2 separate regions of the Oryctolagus cuniculus genome follow, and region 2 is linked to region 1. The links are chromatin contacts, called in public Micro-C maps. All regions are on one chromosome and are shown on one strand. The core of a region is the stretch at or near the end of the contact, and the rest is flanking DNA. Distances in the headings are between cores, read along the strand shown.

Evidence for each region. Hi-C and Micro-C count contacts between places; a contact is called where the count stands out from the background.
Region 2: a Micro-C map of ear pinna shows a contact between it and region 1, with 5 times the contacts expected there. The contact joins the enhancer-like site here to the promoter of TFB2M in region 1. A contact is called at or near these places in 3 of 6 Hi-C or Micro-C datasets (ear pinna, psoas muscle and an unstated tissue).

The regions. Positions count from the first base shown.
Region 1 is chr13:66,506,751-66,510,443 of mOryCun1.1, reverse strand. TFB2M (transcription factor B2, mitochondrial) reads left to right here and starts at 1,503. Exons shown (of 8, transcript XM_002717631.5): 1 at 1,503-1,994; 2 at 2,931-3,019. The coding sequence starts at 1,691. It overlaps CNST (consortin, connexin sorting protein), which reads right to left and starts at 1,495. Exons shown (of 11, transcript XM_051820807.2): 1 at 1,171-1,495.
Region 2 is chr13:66,618,404-66,622,249 of mOryCun1.1, reverse strand. No RefSeq gene overlaps it. Among named protein-coding and RNA genes, the nearest start is that of SCCPDH, 30 kb to the left of the region's middle. Within about 2 kb of position 1,704, at least 2 of the 8 cell types and tissues checked have an H3K27ac peak or open chromatin away from gene starts, as enhancers often do. A contact at or near this core is called in ear pinna, where this site is marked.

The sequences.
Region 1 (3,693 bases), core at 254-2,753:
ATATGAAAATTTTTTTAAGGCTAGACGGCAAGACAGTTCAGCAAAGGGTAGCGGGAGCTTTCTCAGGTGTTTAGAGAATGTCAAAGTCACCTGGAGAAAACAGTCAATGAGAAAACTGCACAAAACAAGAATGGAAGAAAACTAAGATCAATGAGTCCCCAGGGCTTCCACAACAGCTGATTAGCTCGTTTCCTCGGTGTCTCAACACATTCATAATCCAAACTAGGCGGTGCTAGGCAGTCAATTCCTTAGCTGAACTCCATCAGCGGCATACAATCTTCAGCCTATTTGCTTGGTGACACATTCCTTAGAAACCCTTCCCTGTGCATTAAAATGCCAAGCTCAATCATGCTGCGAGTACAGTAAGCAAAAAGGATTGCACGTATTTAAAGCAGGAAGCTGATTGGCTGTTTTGGTGGCAAAGATAATGGCTAAAGCTTCAAACACTGAAATCACTTTCAAAGAATCAGGTCTTCTAACATTGCCCAATAGGTTAAACGACTGCCAAAATTTCCATTAAAGCACCCTATTTTTAGTGTCTTTGAAACTGGTCTTTAGAATCGCATTCCACGGTACTTGTGCTTGATTTAAGTTTATACGGGGACAAACACAAGCATCCTGAACTCTTCATCTCTTCAAGCTTAGAAGGGTATTTTTTTTTTTAAGTCTTAATTTTTCATCTTGAATTTTAGTCTTTCAAACACTCAAATTAAAGACGAAAAATTAAGTAAAACACTGGCCCACAGGGAGAAACCGAAGGAAGACGCGAGGCGGTTCCTGACAACCAAAGTGATGGCGGGGGCGAGGGAACCAGGTATGGGGAGAAAATAAAAAGCATCCACAAGGGTGGAGGCAGCGCGCTGTGGGCAAGAGGACGGAGAGGACGAGAAGCAAGGTGGAAGCCGCAAGCGGCTCCGCGGGCAGGGCCAGGAGCGCCTTCTGCAGCCAAGTCCCCCAGGGAGGAGGGAACCCGGCGCGCCGCGCGCGAGGGGGAGACCCACAGCCACTGAGGAGAGCAAAACAGGCGAGCGGAGAGGGGGCGGAGGTGAGGGCAGAAGCGGCGCTGCTGGACCGGCACCGCTCAGGGGGAGGAGCGAGGGGCTTCCGAAAGGCTTTCCAAGCCGGCCGCGAGCCCGCGGGTCCCCCGCATCCCGCTCGACCTCTCCTCACCTGGGAATCGGAGGCGGCCCGAGGGTTACCGCTGGCCGCCGGGTCTGCTTCCAGCCCCTTTCGCGGACATGGCGGCCGCCGAGCTGTCACTTAGCTTGCTCAGGTCTCCCGCGGCTCCGCCGGAGGAGACACCTCTTGCCTTTCCGCCCCGCCTCCCTCTGCGCACCCCTCGGGGCTGGCCGGCAGGCGGCTGGCGGCCCGCGACCGCGGAGCATAGAGCGCGAGCGGCTAGAGAGGAAGTGCAGAGGGCGGGCAACCATAGAGTACGAGTCCGGACACACCCAGATGGTCGGTCTCACTCCTCATCGGTCCACTCACAGCTCTCGGGAGGCGAAGCCGGGGAGGAAACGGAAGTGAGGTAGGCAAGTGGGCTGGACCAGTCGTTCGCGTGCGCAGTTGCTGGTGTTTACTTCCGCCAGGCCTGGTCTGCAGCGCGGAGATGTTGCACGTGGGATGCCCTTCATGGGGTTCACCGGAATAGCGACCCTGGGTCATGTGAGAGGGCACCTTGGAGGTGACGATGTGGGTCCCAGCGACGGGACTTCCTTTGCGGTTGGCGCCCTTAGCCCTGGCGGGCGCGGGTCGCTTTTGCATTTTGAGGACCCGAGCGACAACGCGTGGAGACCCGCCTCGCCGTGGCTTGTCTGATTCATCCCCGCAGCTGTTGCCCTATCCTGACTTCGGGGAATCGCCTCCCTGGGTATGCAAGCACCGCTTGGACCCTAAGCGTTACGTAAGCAGTCGGGGATTGGCTGAGACCTTGGTGCAGATCCTGCGGGGGAGTCAAAAAGACCCTCGCTCTCTCTTCTTAGAGTGCAATCCAGGTGAGTCTAGCTGAATTGCATTTTCTTGAATGTTCGTCACTTAGGCAGACTTTTATAGACCGCAGGTAGGGTGCTATTGACACTTCCGTTTTCTTGAAGAAGCTTAGTTGTTGTCCACGAATGAGACATATTCTTAGATTTTGCTCTCCTCGCACATAGTTAAAAGTGCCACCCCCCCCCCCAAGAATTTTATCCTGTCCTGTGCATCTCCCGTAGACTATAGCAGGATGCTGAGAACACAAGATTTATAGATTTATAATTCTTTTTTTTTTTTTTAATAATCGTTTATTTGAAAGGCAAAGAGACCGAGAGCTTCTATCCACTCTTTCACTCCCCAAATGGCCACAGTGGCCAGGGCTGGGCAAGGCCGAAATCAGAAGCTTTTTCAAGGTCTCCCATGTGGATGTAGGGGCTCAAGTAAATGGGCCATTTTATGCTGCTTTCCCAGGCTCATTAGCAGGAAGCTGGATCAGAAGGGGAGCAGCCAAGACAGCCTGTGCCGGTATGGGATGCCTTCCCTGCAGGCAACCCACTATGCCACAGCACTGGCCTCTGAATAATAATTGTTAAAACACCCTTTCCTACCTTGAAGAGTCAGTTTTATTTATGCTTGATTTGATCTCGATGATCATGAATGAGTAAGTGTGGTAGGCTCCAGGCACTCCTTTTTGTTGCTTTTTTCTTCTAAGAGGTGATGAAACATTGTAATTAAGAGTGCAAGTTGCAGTCACTGACAGAATGGATTCGAAACCAAACTGCATACTTACCTGTTGGAATGTTGCAGTCAAGTGATTAAAATAGAGTAATACCTCATTTGGGAGTGTAGTGGGAATGAAAATTAGATAATACATGTATAATACCTAATAAACTTCTGATATTGAGAAAGATTATATTGTTACTTTTGCATCTAAATGTTTTCTTTTGTTATTATCCTAGGTCCTGGAGTGCTGACTCAGGCATTACTTGAAACTGGTGCCAAAGTGGTTGCCCTTGAAAGTGACAGAAATTTCATTCCTCGTTTGGAGGTATATTTCTTGTTCTTAAAAATAATTCATTGTTCAGTCAGCTGCCTTAAAGTGAGTTAGTGAGGTAAAACTAAGCACATAATTTATTTTTATAGAATTTCTTCTAGGAGTCTTTTTTTTTTTTTTTTTTTTTTTTTTTTTTAAGATTTATTTTATTTTGAAAGAGTTACAGAGAGAGGTGTTCGGTCCGCTGGTTTACTCCCCAGATGACTGCAACGGCTGGAGTTGTGCTAATCCGAAGCCAGGAGCTTCCTCTGGGTCTCCCACGTGGGTGCAGGGGCCCAAGCACTTGGGCCATCTTCCACTGCTATCCCAGGCCACAGCAGAGAGTTGGATCAGAAAAGGAGAGCAGCCAGAACTAGAACTGGTACCCATATGGGATGCCAGCGCTTCAGGCCAGGGCTTTAACCCCCTGCGCCACAGTGCCAGCCCCTAGAGGTCTTGTCTTAAATATCTTGTTATCCCTAGTGACTAGGACAAGTAAGTATTCAATGCTTGTTGAATGACCAAAAGACTGAGAGTAATGATTTTCTTTGGGGCCCAGCGTTGTGGCATAGCAGGTAAAAAGCCTCTGCCTGGGTGCTGGCATCCCATATGGGTGCAGTTCGAGTCCTGGCTGCGCCACTTCCAATCCAACTCCATGCTAATGCACCTGGGGAAGCAGTGGAAGATGG
Region 2 (3,846 bases), core at 455-2,954, 110 kb before region 1:
ATCCAGCTCTCTGCTGTGGCCTGGGAAAGCAGTAGAAGATGGCCCAAGTCCTTGGGCCCCCGCACCCACGTGGGAGACCTGGAAGAAGCTCCTGGCGCCTGGATTCAGATCAGCTCAGCTCTGGCTTTTGTGGCCATCTGCGCGGAGTGAACCTGTGGATGGAAGACCTCTCTCTCTCTCTCCCTCTCTACTTCTCTCTCTCTTTCTCCCTCTCTCTCTCTCTCTTTCCCTCTCTCTCTCTCTCTTTCCCTCTCTCTCTCCCTCCCTCTCTGTAGCTCTGCCTTTCAAATTAATAAATCTTAAAAAAAATAAGTATGTGAGCCTGCCACAGAGCCTGTATATGAAACAACTGCACAGAGCTTTTTTTTTTTTTTTTTTTTTTTGACAGGCAGAGTGGACAGTGAGAGTGAGACAGAGAGAAAGGTCTTCCTTTGCCGTTGGTTCACCCTCCAATGGCCGCCGTGGCTGGCGCGCTGCTGCCGGCGCACCGAGCTGATCCAGAAGCAGGAGCCAGGTGCTTCTCGTGGTCTCCCATGGGGTGCAGGGTCCAAGCACTTGGTCCATCCTCCACTGCACTCCCTGGCCACAGCAGAGAGCTGGCCTGGAAGAGGGGCAACCAGGACAGAATCCGGCGCCCCGACCGGGACTAGAACCCGGTGTGCCGGCGCCACAAGGCGGAGGATTAGCCTATTGAGCCACGGTGCCAGCCACAGAGCTCTTTTGAACAACCATCCTCAGGTTCACAAAGCTACACGTGGGAGAAACGGGATTTGAGCCTAGGTCTTTCTGAGCCTGGAGCTCTTGCCCATGACCATGACACCACCCTGTCTCCCTGGTAGTGCTGCCCATGCAAGCACTTCACAGCACAATTGGCCCATATTAAGTACTCAATACAAGGCGGCTCTCTTCTTTCTGTCGAGACTGCTGCTTGGGGCACCTGCATTGCACACTGGAGTGTCTGGGATGGCGTTCTGCCTGGGCTTCTGATCCTGCTTCCTGCTATTGTGCCTTGGAGGTAGCAAGTGATGGCCCAAGTACTTGGGTTCCTACCACCTATGTGTGAGGCCCAGATGGAGTTCTGGGCTCCTATCTTTGGCCTGGCCGAGCCCCAGCTGTTACAGACATTTGGAGAGGAAACCAGTGGAGATGCAAGATCTCTCTGTCTCTCTGTCTGTCTCTGTCTTTTCCTATCTCTGTCAATCTGGCTTTCAGATCCATCTGTCAATCAGTTTGTTTTTTAAACAGAAGTGTATTGGTGAGTTGGTCTCTGCACCCGTGCAGGGGAACAGAGTGCATGTAAAAGCTCATCCCTGCCCTCTGGTGATCCTAATGTGCTGCAGAGAAGCCTCACGGAGCTGGGGCCTTTCCAGCAGAGCCTCTGGAGGAAGGCTGAGTTTTAGGCCACACGTGAGAAGGGGGCATTGAAGTGCCTCATCCAAGCACGCGGAGCCCCCTGCCACGGTGTCACCTCCCACATTCCTGGGAGAGCTGCTCCCCCGGGGAGGGCACAGGAAGGCAAGGAGAGGACCTGGACGCTAAGCCTGGTGTTCCCCGGGGACAGATGCCTCTGCGTGTGTTCCCTGTCCCCATGCTGAAACCCTCAGCCTATGACCCATCCGTGGAGAGGGACACTCTCAGCCGAGGCCTGGTGTCTGAGAAACAGCAGTGTGCGCCTGCCACAGGGCCTGCGTATGAAACATGCACAGAGCTATTTTGAGCCACCACCCTCAGGAATCCTGATCTCCCCACTTACATAACTGGAACGAGGTCACCAAGTACTCCCAGCAGTGTCAGAAGAAATGCCTCGTCGGGGGAGGGCACCAACTCCGGAGTCACAGAGAGGAGCCCTTCCTTCGCCCTGGGTTAATCCATCTACATCCAAGGGACAGCTGAGGACAGGAGAGACGTGGACAGGAACTACGTGGACCAAGCACTTTCTTTTAAAATTAGCAAGGCCACAGAAGAAAGGTGAAATCACCAGATCCTCCGGTTCTGGCTTTGGTAATATGCTGCCGATGGTAGCCATGGAAACCAGCAGAGGTGTCAAATCTTAGCTCTCACAGTCAGAAGGGAACCTGAAGTTATTCTGATCCGGGTGTTTTCTTCCTAAATAGAAACTGGATTAAACCTAACCGGGCCGCAAGCTTTCCCCCGCTGCCTGCCTTGGAATGTCTCAGTTTCTTTCTTTCTGATTACCCAGAACCTAGTCATGCATCAGGATTCGATTCTGCTGGTCTGTGAAGTGTTAAATGAGCCTGGGTTAGGTAAGAAAAGGAGAGAAACTGACAGCGGGCATTCATCACCCTATGTGGGCGGGAGGCCTGAGATGTCCTGACGGCATTCAGGGGCTCACGGGGGTGTTCAGTATCTCTGCATCGTGGTGGCCGCCACAGCCCGAGCCGCGTCCTTGGCAGGGACTCTGACAGTAGGCAGTTCTCACATTCATCCAGCTTCCGTGCGAGGAAGAGAGGAAGTTGGCTTCAGGATGAAAAAAAAAAAAAATCCCAGATGGCTCCTGGGAGCCTCAGCTTGGAACCGCTGAGGGCAAGCGTGTGAGGTGGGACTGGCGAGGCTGGGGTGAGGAGCGGCCCGCGGGGATCATGAGTGGTGTGGGCAGCAGCCGCTCCCTGCACACACAGGTCCTCTGCCCAAGCGCCTCCGCGGCCTCATCAGTACGTGCCTCAGACACCAGGTGTTGCCAAGGCTCTGAAAGGCGACTTCTGTCTCGGGTGTGCGTCCGGCTAGCAGCAGAACCACCGTTCCTTCTGGGTCTGACCAAGCGAGAGAAATCACACAGTAGTTCAACCAGAGAAACTTTAATAAAAAGAATTACTAACTATAAGGGTGCAGGATTGAGAGATTGCCTGGTAAGAAATAAAGAGAACTCTAATGACTATGGAAAGAATGGATCCAAGAGCCACCCTGAGGCTGAAAGACAACACCCAGGGAAAATCCCCAGACCCAGACCCAGCTCTGTGCAGACAGGATCGAGATGTTGTGCTGGTGGAAATCTGCCCTCTGAAGTGCTAGAGACAGCTGTCCACTGGGGAGGTGTCCGCATCACTAGACAGGGAGCAGTAGAGGAGGGGCACTGGCTAGGGCAGGGGGAAGCCATCTGCTGGCTGCAGCTGGCCGCTGACCCTTGCAGGAGCTGGATGCTGGCAGGCCTGCCCAGTGAGCACCCCTGAGTCAGGAAGCAAACAAGCCTCCATTCCTTCTGCAGGGCCCCCAGTGCCCTCAAACTTCAGTGCCAGCCCAGGCCGCGCAGGAGAATGTGTCTGCAGGCCCAGACCCATCTTCACAGAGCAGTGCAGAAGGGCGAACCTGAAGTGCAGAGCCCAGAAGCTAACAAGCTGCCCTGTGTCTGAGACAACCACTCTCCTTTCGGAAATAGACAGAGGCGCGCTGAAGGGACCAGTGAGTAGAATTTAGCACCTGTTCTGTGCTGTGCTTAGATTTGCATTGCATGGAAATCAGGTGTGGTGGGAAGTTTCTGAAGAGCCCTGTGACTGTGGAGAAAAGCTCTTCCCCACAAAGACTCCTGTTAGATACTTTAACATCACTGTGTAGCAACGTGTGCTTCCTCTCTGGTAATTAAGGAAATGAAATCTAAAACGACTTCAGGGGTGGATGGTTGGGACACCGGCATGCCGGAGGCAGCAGGCAGTGACTCAGGTACTTGTTCCCGACACCCATGTGGCAGACCCATGAGTTCCAAGTACCTGGTTTGCTCCTGGCTTTGACCTGGCCCAGCCCCAGTTATTGTGGGCATTTAGGGAGTGAACCAATGGATGAAAGATCGACCTCTCTCTCCCTGCCTTTCAAATAAAATGAAAATAAATGAAA